Regions from separate parts of the Mus musculus genome. Here regions 2 and 3 are each linked to region 1. A link is a contact called in public Hi-C and promoter capture Hi-C data. All regions are on one chromosome and are shown on one strand. The core of a region is the stretch at or near the end of the contact, and the rest is flanking DNA. Distances in the headings are between cores, read along the strand shown. Region 1 overlaps Pax5 (paired box 5). Region 2 overlaps Zcchc7 (zinc finger, CCHC domain containing 7). Region 3 overlaps Zcchc7 (zinc finger, CCHC domain containing 7).

Region 1 (3,808 bases), core at 486-2,985:
AGACACTAAGGAAGCTTGCGCAGGTGTAAGACAGTGCCTCTCCTGCTAGATTTTCAGTTTAGAAAACAGCTTTTATCTCAACATGTGTTGTTTATTATTATTTTAATAGGTCAATAAATAATTCAATTTTACTCCTTAATTAGTCCTCAATAAATTTTTTTAAGTTTAAAGGGGCCCCAAAACCTGAGAACTGCTTGTCATATATCCCTAGGCATCCCTGAACACAAATGCAGGGCACGGGAGCTAGAGTCTGGGGAAATATGGGAGGCCTGGGCTAAGCAGGCATGTAAATAGAGGGAGGTGGGAGGATCATCAGCTCTGGCTCCCACATAGGCAGGCTCTCTCTCTCTCTCTCTCTCTCTCTCTCTCTCTCTCTCTCTCTCTTTCTCTCTCTCTCTCTCTCTCTGAATCAAAGTGAAACTTAGGAACCAGAACTGGGAGGAACTGAAACCTAACCCCCCCACACCCATGGGGCAGGCCCCATGTCTGAGGGAAAGGCCCACGAAGCCCCACAAGAGACCACCTGGCCTCTTCAACCAGGATCCCCTTACAGCTAGTTGGCTGCCTGGGGGGGTCTCAGCTGAATCGATGATGGCTTCAAAAGCTGGATGAGAAAGAAGAGCCAACCAGACTGGGAACTAGACATACAGCCCTTAGCATCTCTGTGGCCCCAACACGTTCTTCGGTGATGCCAAAGCTTCTTGTCCCGGAGTATATAACCCTGTGCTGGACTGCCCACACCTCTGACTTCAAGGGTGCACACACACACACACTTGCACACAAGCAGACACACCCCCTGGCCCCTGCTGAGGCCTGCCACCCATGGTCTTCGGCTAGACAGAACTCCTTTCTCTAGGGTCTGGACTTAGATTCTAGAAGCATTAGGTTCTTGGAGCTTAGAAACTAGCACAGTTTCAGGTGCTAGAGCAAGCTGAGAGCAGTCACCCAGAAACCCAAAGGGTGGTTACCCCCAGAGTCCCAGATCTGACTTCACCCTCAGATGAAATCATGACCCACAGCCAGCCCGCTGCCACCAAGCTCTGAACGTTGAGCAGCAGCAACTGAAGAAGACCTTGGTTCTAGCCTGTACAAGAGAACTCAGGGATGAGGCCATCTAGATGACAGTACAGGACATTCCTCACAGAGCCAGGAATGTCCCAACAAGGGCCACAAAGAAACGGCAGGAGCCACCTGCCTGCCCCCTAAAAGCTACTGTGAGAAGGAGTACCTCCCTACAGCCAAAGTTCCCTGCTTTCCAGGGTTCCATGCTGACCCCGGAAGCATGTGTGGGCTTAGCGAGTTGTGAAGGTCAGATAGCCAGCATTGGACACCTACTCTAAGCCAGCTACGGACAACCCAGACAGGCTGGCTACGCAACTTCTTGGGCAGCCCGTGCCAGAGGGAGAGTTCTGCTGCGTGATGGCAGAGAACACACGGGTCTGGAAGCTCTGAGGAGTGAGAGGAGGGCTAGGGAGAAGCTCAGGTGAGAATCAGCGGGGGAGCCCCTCACGCCACAATAGGGCACCTTACCTAATAAGGTCACAATGGCTCTTAACAGCGATGACCACAGAGGACATCAAGGGTTTTCTGAGGATCCAGGTTTTCTAGGGTTTACCATGTGACCTACTTGGACTCCTTCCAGCCCAGCCTGTTTTCTCACGTGCCAGAACCTCCTAGCTGCTCTCCATGACACAAGCCACAGAAGCCCTGAGACAGACAGCCCTCCAGCCCCAGGCACTCTGATTTTGTCCCCTATCCTGGAGAACAGCGCCTGGTGTGCACCCTGTGCCTGCCTCCATGGGAAACTGAGGCCGTGCTCAGCCCTTTTTTCCTCTATAAAGGAGAGTGGGAAACTGAAGGGAATGGAAGGGTCCTGAAAGAAAAGAAATGTCATGGGGTGGCCCCTGGTTTTGCAACCAACACCTGGGGGCACTGTTGTTCAGCCTAGATGACATGGCCTCCCCAGCTTGCCCTCCTTCCACTCCTTCAGTACCCCCCAGCCCCACCCCAACCCTTGACTGTTATAAACAGGAAATCAGTGGCAGGCAGACCTGTGAGTTTCAGCTTGTACTGTGGCTGGAGCCATCCCACGCCTGAGGCCGCGCCCACCATGACCGTCCCCACATCCTCAAGCCCCCACTGACCATTTATGAAGCCTTTACCCAAACCCCTCAGGGAGCCACTTCCTTTAACCTCACGGTAATCCACTAGGCTCTTGCCACCTGTCCTTTCCAAATGACAAAATACAGGTTCAAAGACCAGATTACTCAAGTTCTCATTACAGCAAGCCCCTACAGGAAGTCCTCAGAGCATTCTAGCCCCGTCTTAAGAATGCCCCAGAACCTGTGGACGCCTCAGCAACCCTGGGTAGCAGGGCTCCCCTGAGATCACAGGCCTGTGAAATCTTGGGGCAAGATCTATAGGCAAAGGCTGCTGCTAACTCCTGACAAAAGGGTCCAGCTTTGTTCATCCCTGTCTCTTCTTTAAAATCTGACAGTTAGCTCCCCGACTCTGTCCATCCTCTGTTCAGAGTGCAGGAAATATGTCCAAGGGAAGGCAGAGAGACCAGAGCCTGTGGCTAGGATGAGTGCTGAGCCTGGTCCTCCCAACCCTTCACACCACAGTCCTCCAGGGGGTTGCTAGGCACAGATGACCTGGGACCTCTGACCAAATGACAGGAGTCGGGGTTGGTAAGAAAGAGAGAGTGAAAAATAAGCAGAGAAAAGAAAGTGTGCCGACTAATACAAAATACACAGAACCAAGAAAACCCAACATGAGAGGCACTCCCAAGTAAAAGGCACCACCAGGGATACAAAAACACCCTAGCAACAGGAACAGTCCTGAGAGGAACCCACAGCCAACTGCCCCAACCTCACTATGGGGTCACACTGAACTTGGCATTATTTTAACAGACTGGCACCTCAGCGTCCTGGCTTTCATTCTGTGCCCTTCCTAAAAAGGCAGCAGTCTGTTTGCAGCATACCTTAGCTGCCTCATCGTGAGTCTCTGGCCCAGCATCGACACGGGGCCTGGATCCTTTGGCTTTCTGAGCTGGTGAAAAGATTCTCACTCCACTGACCTCTTACATTCAAGGCCTTTCAAACTCAGGGGAGGCGGGGAGGGAAGGTCGGGGAGATCTGAATGGGGGCCCTTGAGACCAGCGGAAGAAGGCAGGAGAAGGCCTCGCTGGAGATCAAAGTCCCAGGATGCAGCAGAGGGGCTGCCCTTTCACCCATGGCTGCTATTCAGGGCCCTGCCTGATCCTCCCAAGTCTGGCCTGCCAGCAGCTCCCTCGGACTTTCTGGAGACAGAGGCCCCGCCTCAGGCACTGAACCTTAGCTCCAGCAGGGTCCCAAGACCACTGCCACAGCTTTCTCCATGGAAGATCACAGGTGAGACCAGGAGACCAGGCTAACTCTTCACAAGGTCCAACTCCAATCTGATAGCCAAGGCCTTGCCCCAAGAACCCAAGGCATCTCTATGAGCAAGAGGTGGGGGCTTTTACCCAGCTCCATTTCATGAAAGGCAGATTCAGAGCCAGGCAAAGGTAGCAAAGGGGGAAATGAATAGAAAGACTGCTTCAAACTGTTTGTCACAGAAGCACCAGCTGCCTTAGCTGTCACAGCCCCCAAAAGTTACAGTGACCTGAAAGTGACCTTCTCTGAGTCTTCTGTCCTTTTATACAGTCCTGCTCATACCTCTGGTGGTGGGGAGCTCACTACATTCCAAGATGCTCATCCTATCTTTGGTCCAGCTATCATCGGCTCTCTATAGTTCTCTTTAGCTACCCTGCTCTGCCTTCAGAGTC
Region 2 (3,808 bases), core at 593-3,092, 250 kb after region 1:
TGCTGAGATTACAGGCGTGCGCCACCACGCCCGGTTTAGGTGAGTAACTCTTAATTAAGTACTGCAACAAGTTATTTTCTTAATTTGATTTACCTTAACATCAGCATAAACATTTAAGATTATATCACAAAAGATTTAAGTTACTTCCTTTCCTATAAAAATGACAAAGTAAAGTACATTTCATAATAAAAGTGCAGTGCACGTTTAGACTGGCTTTAATCTCCACCATTAAAGGAAGCAAAGAAGCAAGAAAGGGAGGGGGGATAAGTAATGACATCACTCTAAAATACCTGAATTATGCTATTATGTGCATAATTTTAACAGATAACTTCAATGTCCTATGACTAGTTACTGTAAGCAAATTATGTAAATCTTTATAATGAGAATAGTATGAAATCAAACAGCTCACAGTAATTATAGTGCTTTATGCAAGGAAGAGAGGGATCTTTTTAATAAGACAAGAAAGGAAACCAAATAATATACCAGGGATTTGCACTTCAGATAAAACTAGTTGTGCCTGCACATGACCGATACCAGAAATGAGCCAGAGAGAGTCACAAACTAGAATAGCGTGAGACCTGGGTGAGCTTCGTGTGTGCAGTATGTACCCTTGGAAGAGCATTCCTAGTCCATGTTCCTTATTTTAAGACAAGCAGGGGCTAAGACAGAGTGTATTATAAAATCAGAGACCTGAGCTGGGAGCACTGGCCGGTCCTGGGTTTGATTCCCAGCACCCACGTGGTGCCTCAGAGCTGTCTGTAACTCCACTTCCAAGGGATCCATCCTCTTCCTGCTTCTGTGAGCATCAGGAAGATATGCAGACATAAGTGCAGGCAAAACACCCACACATATAAAATAAATTTTAGAATTTAAGAAAGGCCATTACTTTATTTTTTAAAAAAAGACCATTTACTTCCTACCCTGAAGGTAGGTCCTTGAAGCTGTGAACAGTATTCTAGTAGAATAAGCAGGCTTGAGAGGGAAGTTATATGGGGTTCTAATCAAAATTAAAAGCTTGGAATTTATTTGGGTCCCCCTGTATTAACTAATAAATACAATAGAGCTATGGTTCTGATCTGTAATTATCAATGGAGGTTTATGTAAACATCTCATATGGTTGGAAGATATGTATTTAGCATGATTTCCATGCCTTACAGTCTACCCCAATAAACCTGCAGATAAAATATCTGTGAGTTTACACATGTGTGTATCCTTTTCTGTCCCTTCCCTTATATCCTGTCTCCACACCCTCCTCAGCCCTCCCCTACATCAAAGCTTGTGGTCCTTTTCCATCTGTGTACTAAAAGGTTCCTTTGTAAAGCAGGCCATTTGTCCGTCATTGTTTGGGGTGCAAACAGTGGTAAGATACCCTGTCACTGATCCGTGTGCTGTGAATGGCAGCTCCTCTCTGGACAGTTGGTGGGGGGCTGAGGATATTCCTGAGAGGATTATTTAACCTTTCAATTTAGAGGGCACAAAGCCTCGCTGATTAATGAACTTTCTGATGGTTGCCGATAAGCGGATCTATTGCTTTATTTCCTCTAAAAGTGATTCCTTCTCCTGTCCATATTACTATAATCTGAAACATAAATGTGGCAAATAGATTAAAAAACTGCACTAAAGAGTTTATCTGGCTGGCAAACTGAAGGAGCTAAATTAAAATTGGTAATGACAGCAGTGGCTCAGCCTCATATATGGTTTTTAAATGCACTGTGTATTTTGAAGAGACTTATTCTCCAGCTTGCCTGGTAATGACTGCTTTTGGTGCAGTATGGGGCTGGCTTCTGTTATCCCCACCTCATGCCCCCCCCAAAAAAAAAATGAGTTGTGTTATCTGGATGGCTGCAGACACATACGCACCCCCTTTCTCACTGCATGGGCAGACAAGGTCGATAGCATTACAAGGTATTTGTGGCAGTGCTTGTTTCAGTTTTCAGAGCTGCCAGTTTCCAGGCAGATTTGAATTACAAAAGAAGAAGCTGGCATGAAAATTGAAAGGTTTTATCGGCTGGTCTGAAGCCTCATAGCACATTGCTTATTTATGCAGTCCATTTGCACCAGGAAATATAAAAAGGAAATACATTTTTAAAATAAGGCCATAAAGACCCAGATATGTTTAAGATGGCAAATAAAATATAGATACCTATAATATCTTTCCAGGAAACGATTTTCACTTAATGTTACTTCAGAAGAGCAGAGCATTTATGTTGCCGTCATAAATGTGTGCGTCTGTGTCACTATGTAGGTAGTCTCTGGGGATTAAGAAGGAAGCCCTATGCTAACTTACTTTAAAATTAAAATAGACGGAGGGATAGCTCTGCAGTTGAAGAGCTACATTGGAAATATTTAAATAGGGTGGTAAATTAAACTTAAACTAACATTTTTGCATTCCATGTAAAATTAGCTATGGGCCAGTGAATAAACGCTGCTACCTTTAGAGAAAATTGGGATGCTTTTTAAGCCTAGAAGATTGGGAGCATCTGGAAGTGCAGCGCTGGGCTCCTTCCTGTCTTGCATATGCTCATTGTTCTCCAGTTCTGAGCTTTTCTTTTTGTTTTTGTTGTTGGGGTTTTTAGTGGCGTGTATTGTTTACAGAAAGATTAGAAAGTGGTCAGTTTAATAGTTCCCTCTTACGGAACTTACGCTTTTATTTTAGTCTTTAGATATATGTCTTTTAGATATAGCCTATTGCTTTTTTAATGTAGTAAATATGTAATTACACTATTAAAATTTATGCCAGTAACATACATATTCATCTTTAACAGTCTTTTTGCTTACCAAGAAACGATACGCCCATGTAATAAACTCTTGATTACATTAAATGAAGGCATAAATACGTAAGCACTTGGTACTGCAAGGCCTTGAATAATTCCTGGATTTACCAATGGACATTTGCAACCGTTCAACCCATGGGTTTGTAAAACTCAAGTATGTCTAAGAGAGAGGGAGGGAGGGAGGAAGCTAGCTGTGTGTTGGAAATATCAGATCAATAAAACAGCACTCACTCTGCTGCAATTCAAGTTAACATTGTTCAAGAATCTGTTTTCCAGTAAAGCAAATTACTCTCAGCTAAGCCATAAGAAGTGCAGTTTTTTGTAAATTTCATTTTTGCCAGTGTCTGGGGCCATTCTCATATTTTCCTGACCTCAACTAATTACTTCATGTAGTTTTTTTTTTTTAAGCAGAAAACTATCAAAAAACATACATGTCTGCTGCATGCTAATGATGTGCTGTACATTTCTTATGAGTTTTCATAAGGATTTTTCTATGTAGCATGTGTGGCTTAATGATGTAATCACCTGATAGACTGGAAAATGCGCCAAAACAGACGTTCCGGTCTGTTGTGTACATAATACATATTTCAGAAATCTGCCTAATTAAGGAATTACCCAATGAATTGGGAGTCTGTTGGGTATATGACATAGTTTTAATACATTAAAAACATATGTATATTATTATATATGGCACTTAGAAGAGTTAATAGCAATGTCCCCTGGAATGCAGTAGAGTTGTTTTTCTCAGTAAGAAAAAAAGTAAAGCTTACAACCTTCATAAAGGAAGCATTATCTTAGCTTGGGGCAAAAATTTCCCCCAGTATTCCTCAAAGAAAAGTAATGCTGTAAATATTTATCAGAACATGGACCAAGAGAAGGCCTTTTCCAAAACCATGATGGACAGACACAGGCCTGGAGTTGAGGTCACGGGTGGAGGAGACACTGTCCAGAGACACCAAGAGCAGAAAGCGTTAGCCTGCACGCTGCCAGTACCTGAGGTCCCAGCTGTTGTTCATCACAAACTCAACCTTGAT
Region 3 (3,808 bases), core at 812-3,311, 220 kb after region 1:
TATGCTCACTATATTGGCCAAGCTGCCTTTAGGCCAGCAGCAGTCCTGCCTCCTCTGCCTCTGCATGCATCACCCCACCCAGAAGGAAAACAAGTTAGGCCTCTTGTTTTGCTCCTATGTCACTATTTTTGATGTTGTTAATGTAATACAAAGTTCCTAACATACAAAGTAGACCAGTTTTCAAGGTCTGTTGTTGTCAGAATGTTTCAGTGGAGGCAAGCAAGATGGAATAAGAGCTGGTAAAGGTGCTTGCCTGCAGGCTTGATGACTCTTGTGTGAACCCTGGAATGCAGATGGTGGTCGGAGAGAACCACCTCCCTCAAACTGTCCTCTGACCTCGTGCACATAGATGTCAACAAACAGGCCAAAGAAATAAATAGATAATTCTTTCAAAGGTTTTTGATGCTGTAGTGGAAGTCATCTAGAAAAACCAGTAGACATTGTTAATGCTGATATTGAGATAAAGAATTTCTCTTCTACCAACTTAGGTGGAAATGAGATTGTGTGACTTTCCACCACTGGACAGAATAAGTGAAGACAAGATGCAGTCAGTTGACACTGCTGGGAGGACTCATTAATGAGCAACTTGTTGAAGAGTTTAGATAGATAGTGGTCACAGTTTATACACCAACTTCACACAATAGCCAGGTTCAGAGAATCAAAAGACAAGATTCTGAGGCTTGTTTATAAAATATTTTGGAATGTCCCAGTGTCTAGGGTCTAGAAAAATAAAAAGGGTTGGGATCATTGAAACATCTCCTCTCTAAGTAAAGTTCTGCTTGGTCAGGTAGGAAATTGACATAAATTTATTTCTACATCTGCTGTTGAGCCCTTTGCTTATTTTTTCTGTATTTGTATTTGAGCTTGGTATACAAAGCCATTTTTCACAAATCTCATTTGATTCTTACAAAAGATTTTAGGTAGGCAGGGCAAATACTATAAATACTATTATCCCTATTTTACAGGCAAAAAATATGAGGCACAGGGTGAATAATTATTTGTTGAGAGTCACACAACTGATATGAGTGCTTTTAAGCAAAGTGTTGCATAGATGGCTCAGGTGGGTGAGAGCAGTTGTTGCACCAGCTAGGACCTGAGTTGGGATCCCCAGCACCCATGTATAAAGTAGGCATGGGCACACATGTACCTGTAACCTTAGCTTTGTGCTAAGCAGAGGCAAAGTTCACTGCCAGTGAGAGAGGCTGTCACAAAGGAATAAGGTAGAGTGCTGGCGAGTAGGATACTGATATACTCCCTGCCCTCATAGATATCCTCTCACATGTGCAGCTGCACATACAGACACACACAAAACCAGTGGTATTAGTGCTTTGTTTGGCATACTTAAAGCCTACTACCACAAAAAAATAATAAAGAATTTTAGGGCTAGAAAGAAGGCTCATCAGTTATGAACACTTGCTGCCCTTGCAGAGGTTCAAAGTTCATTTCCCGGGACCCACATGGAGAGAGTCCAGGTTCAGGGAGATCTGACACCCTCTTCTGGCATCCATAGGCACATATACTCATATGCATAGACACACAATTTTAAATAAATAAAAAGTCTGAAAAATAGTATTTTTCACTTACATGAGAATTTTAGATGTTTAACCCTTTTCATTTATACCTTCTCTTAAACTTCTCATTTATACCAGTTTGAATACTAACACATTTGAAGTCCCATTGTCTGTGTGTGACTTAAGGCACTAAAAGTAAATTTGTTTTATTTTCTAGATGATGTAAATTGGTTCATCAGTGACAAAGACATCGAGGTAAGATCAATTTTTTTAAGCTAATATTGTCCTTTGATCTACATATTTCCATTTGTTATTTTCCATAATTTGGGGGGGGGTATAAACTTTTTTAAAAAGATGTAGTCCCATAACTTAGAAGAGAAAGTTTGGTTTTAGTATGTATGTAATTTAACTTTTCAGAAATGTAACTCAACTTTGATTTTTGTCAGATGATAAGTAGCTATAAATCACCCTTCTGTTTATATTTCTTCTCTGCCTTAATGATTCCTGTTAGCCCCTATGGTCTAGTACTACTAAGATCAACACCGGAAATAACTGTTTCTTCAGTGTAAGGAAATGGTCAGTCTATATTTAGAACATGGCAGGTGCTTGTGTCAATTATTAGCCTTATTGTAACAAATACTTAAAAATAAAAAAAATTAAAAGGTTGTTTTCAACTTGATAGTCAAGTTTTAAGATATTACTAGATTGGAGATAGTTGACAACCAATTCAGGAGAATAACAGGTAAAAAAAAAATGAAGCTTTTTCAAAAATGGAATTTATTTTATTTATTTATGTATGTATTTTTCTCTTTTTGAGACAGGGTCTCCTACATAGCCTAGGCTGTCCTTGAACTCGAGATCCTCCTGCCCCTACCTCCCAAGTGTTGGGATTATAGGCATGAACCACCATGCCTGACTTTAAAGACGGAATTCTGCCAAACAAGATAAGCGCATGGTTGGGATTTCGTATTCCTCTTTAGGTATTTCATATGATGTACTTTGCTCATGTTCTTTCATATATAGTAGAATTTGACTAGAATAAGAGACAACTAGAATTGGGTCACTATGTGGCTGATAGTGGAAGAATATTGTCTCATATTCTTAGAAGTTGTCATTAGTTTTATAGGCAATAGAGGTAGCCCTGTGCTTTTCAAAAAAAGGTTATATTTGGTAGTTATATAGTTTTGTAATGTTTTAAAGCACAAAATCATAAAAATACCATTCCCTAACTAAAACTTTAAGCAAGCCTCTCATTCAGAACTAAATGGTGTATGTTTAGATGTAGAAGTTAGCAGCAGCTGAATGTAGCATAGCCATATTCCTGCTAGACCTGATCCCTAATCGAATCTGGCAAGTGGGGGCAGTCACGTGGGCAAGAGCCAAAGAAATAGCGCTATCCCTGCGCTCACCTCTCGGGGCTGGAGTCTGCTTCTGGGTGTTAGGTTGAACAGAGGTGTCTGTTCCTTCTTTTGTTGTACCAAAGTATTAAAGCTGACTTAAAATTTAATGTTTCTCACTCAGTAGTTTTAAGAGGAAGAATAGGTAGGTTTCCTTAAACTGAAATAATTTTAATTCTTAATTTTTTTCCTTCTACTCTTAGGCCAAGATAGATAATAACAGATCATCTGGAAGGTGGAACAACCGATACTATTCAGTCAACAAAAATGTCACCTGTAGAAATTGTGATAAACGTGGCCATTTGTCAAAAAACTGCCCCTTACCACAAGTACGTGAGATGCATGATGCTTCTTCCTGTGTTAAAGGCCTCGAGCCCTGGCTCCTAGACTCAGCTCTGGCTGAACTCAGCATGTTGGATTACAGGGAGCTCATGAGCATGGCATGGGTGTAGTGTCTGCAACCCTGGGCTCCATTTCAGCTTTCCCATTATGAGCTTAGTGGTGGCAGATACGTCATACTCTGTGCCTAGATTTTCTTGTCCACAAGATGAGAAGACTGAGTGAAAGGATTTCCTTTTAAAACTTTGTCCTCTGTAGACAGCACATTTCATTGTGCAATAATTCTCACTATTAGAGATTTGTACTTCTTTTTGTCTATATGTGTGTAGTAATGGCAAAGCAAGCATATTTATTTGAGTTCTGCGTTATGGTATGTAGTGGCTCTGGACACACAGTCCTTTCATTACCTAATGCCTCCTAAAGCAGCTCGTGGTAGGCATACAACTGCTTCTCTGTCTGTTCCTCCTGTGGCTTGATATCCAGACACACTCATCCTATTATCCTAGATATTTCTACTTTATGACTGAATAAGTAGAAATATAAGATAAGCTAAGGCATATG

The links. Promoter capture Hi-C pulls out the DNA fragments that hold promoters and counts their contacts. A called contact is a pair of places that touch in the nucleus more often than the background predicts.
Region 2: a contact with region 1 is called in a Hi-C map of centrocytes, with 2.5 times the contacts expected there. The contact joins two enhancer-like sites. A contact is called at or near these places in 15 of 39 promoter capture datasets (the 3T3-L1 cell line, 3T3-L1-derived adipocytes, the C10 cell line and 10 more), 2 of 15 datasets of contacts at CTCF or cohesin (large pre-B cells and pro-B cells), 27 of 484 Hi-C or Micro-C datasets (the 63-12 cell line, B cells, the Ba/F3 cell line and 18 more), 5 of 115 datasets of contacts at active chromatin or transcription factors (the 230-238 cell line, CD8 T cells, the HPC-7 cell line and 2 more) and 4 of 9 other capture datasets (adipose tissue, embryonic stem cells, liver and 1 more).
Region 3: a contact with region 1 is called in a promoter capture Hi-C map of the C10 cell line. The contact joins two enhancer-like sites. A contact is called at or near these places in 10 of 39 promoter capture datasets (the 3T3-L1 cell line, 3T3-L1-derived adipocytes, the C10 cell line and 5 more), 2 of 15 datasets of contacts at CTCF or cohesin (large pre-B cells and pro-B cells), 18 of 484 Hi-C or Micro-C datasets (the 63-12 cell line, B cells, the Ba/F3 cell line and 12 more), 4 of 115 datasets of contacts at active chromatin or transcription factors (the 230-238 cell line, CD8 T cells, the HPC-7 cell line and 1 more) and 3 of 9 other capture datasets (adipose tissue, liver and pancreatic islet).

The regions. Positions count from the first base shown.
Region 1 is chr4:44,670,761-44,674,568 of GRCm38.p6, forward strand. The region is part of intron 5 of Pax5 (paired box 5); the gene reads right to left. Among named protein-coding and RNA genes, the nearest start is that of Gm12462, 8.5 kb to the right of the region's middle. RefSeq lists an enhancer at 1-2,330. Within about 2 kb of position 1,736, at least 42 of the 459 cell types and tissues checked have an H3K27ac peak or open chromatin away from gene starts, as enhancers often do. A contact at or near this core is called in the 63-12 cell line, the CH12 cell line, centroblasts and 3 more, where this site is marked.
Region 2 is chr4:44,916,274-44,920,081 of GRCm38.p6, forward strand. All of the region lies in intron 6 of Zcchc7 (zinc finger, CCHC domain containing 7), which reads left to right. Among named protein-coding and RNA genes, the nearest start is that of Gm12678, 26 kb to the right of the region's middle. Within about 2 kb of position 1,843, at least 20 of the 459 cell types and tissues checked have an H3K27ac peak or open chromatin away from gene starts, as enhancers often do. A contact at or near this core is called in the 63-12 cell line, the CH12 cell line, centroblasts and 3 more, where this site is marked.
Region 3 is chr4:44,891,805-44,895,612 of GRCm38.p6, forward strand. Zcchc7 (zinc finger, CCHC domain containing 7) reads left to right here. Exons shown (of 9, transcript NM_138590.4): 3 at 1,729-1,766; 4 at 3,112-3,237. Among named protein-coding and RNA genes, the nearest start is that of Gm12678, 50 kb to the right of the region's middle. Within about 2 kb of position 2,062, at least 7 of the 459 cell types and tissues checked have an H3K27ac peak or open chromatin away from gene starts, as enhancers often do. A contact at or near this core is called in the 63-12 cell line and pro-B cells, where this site is marked.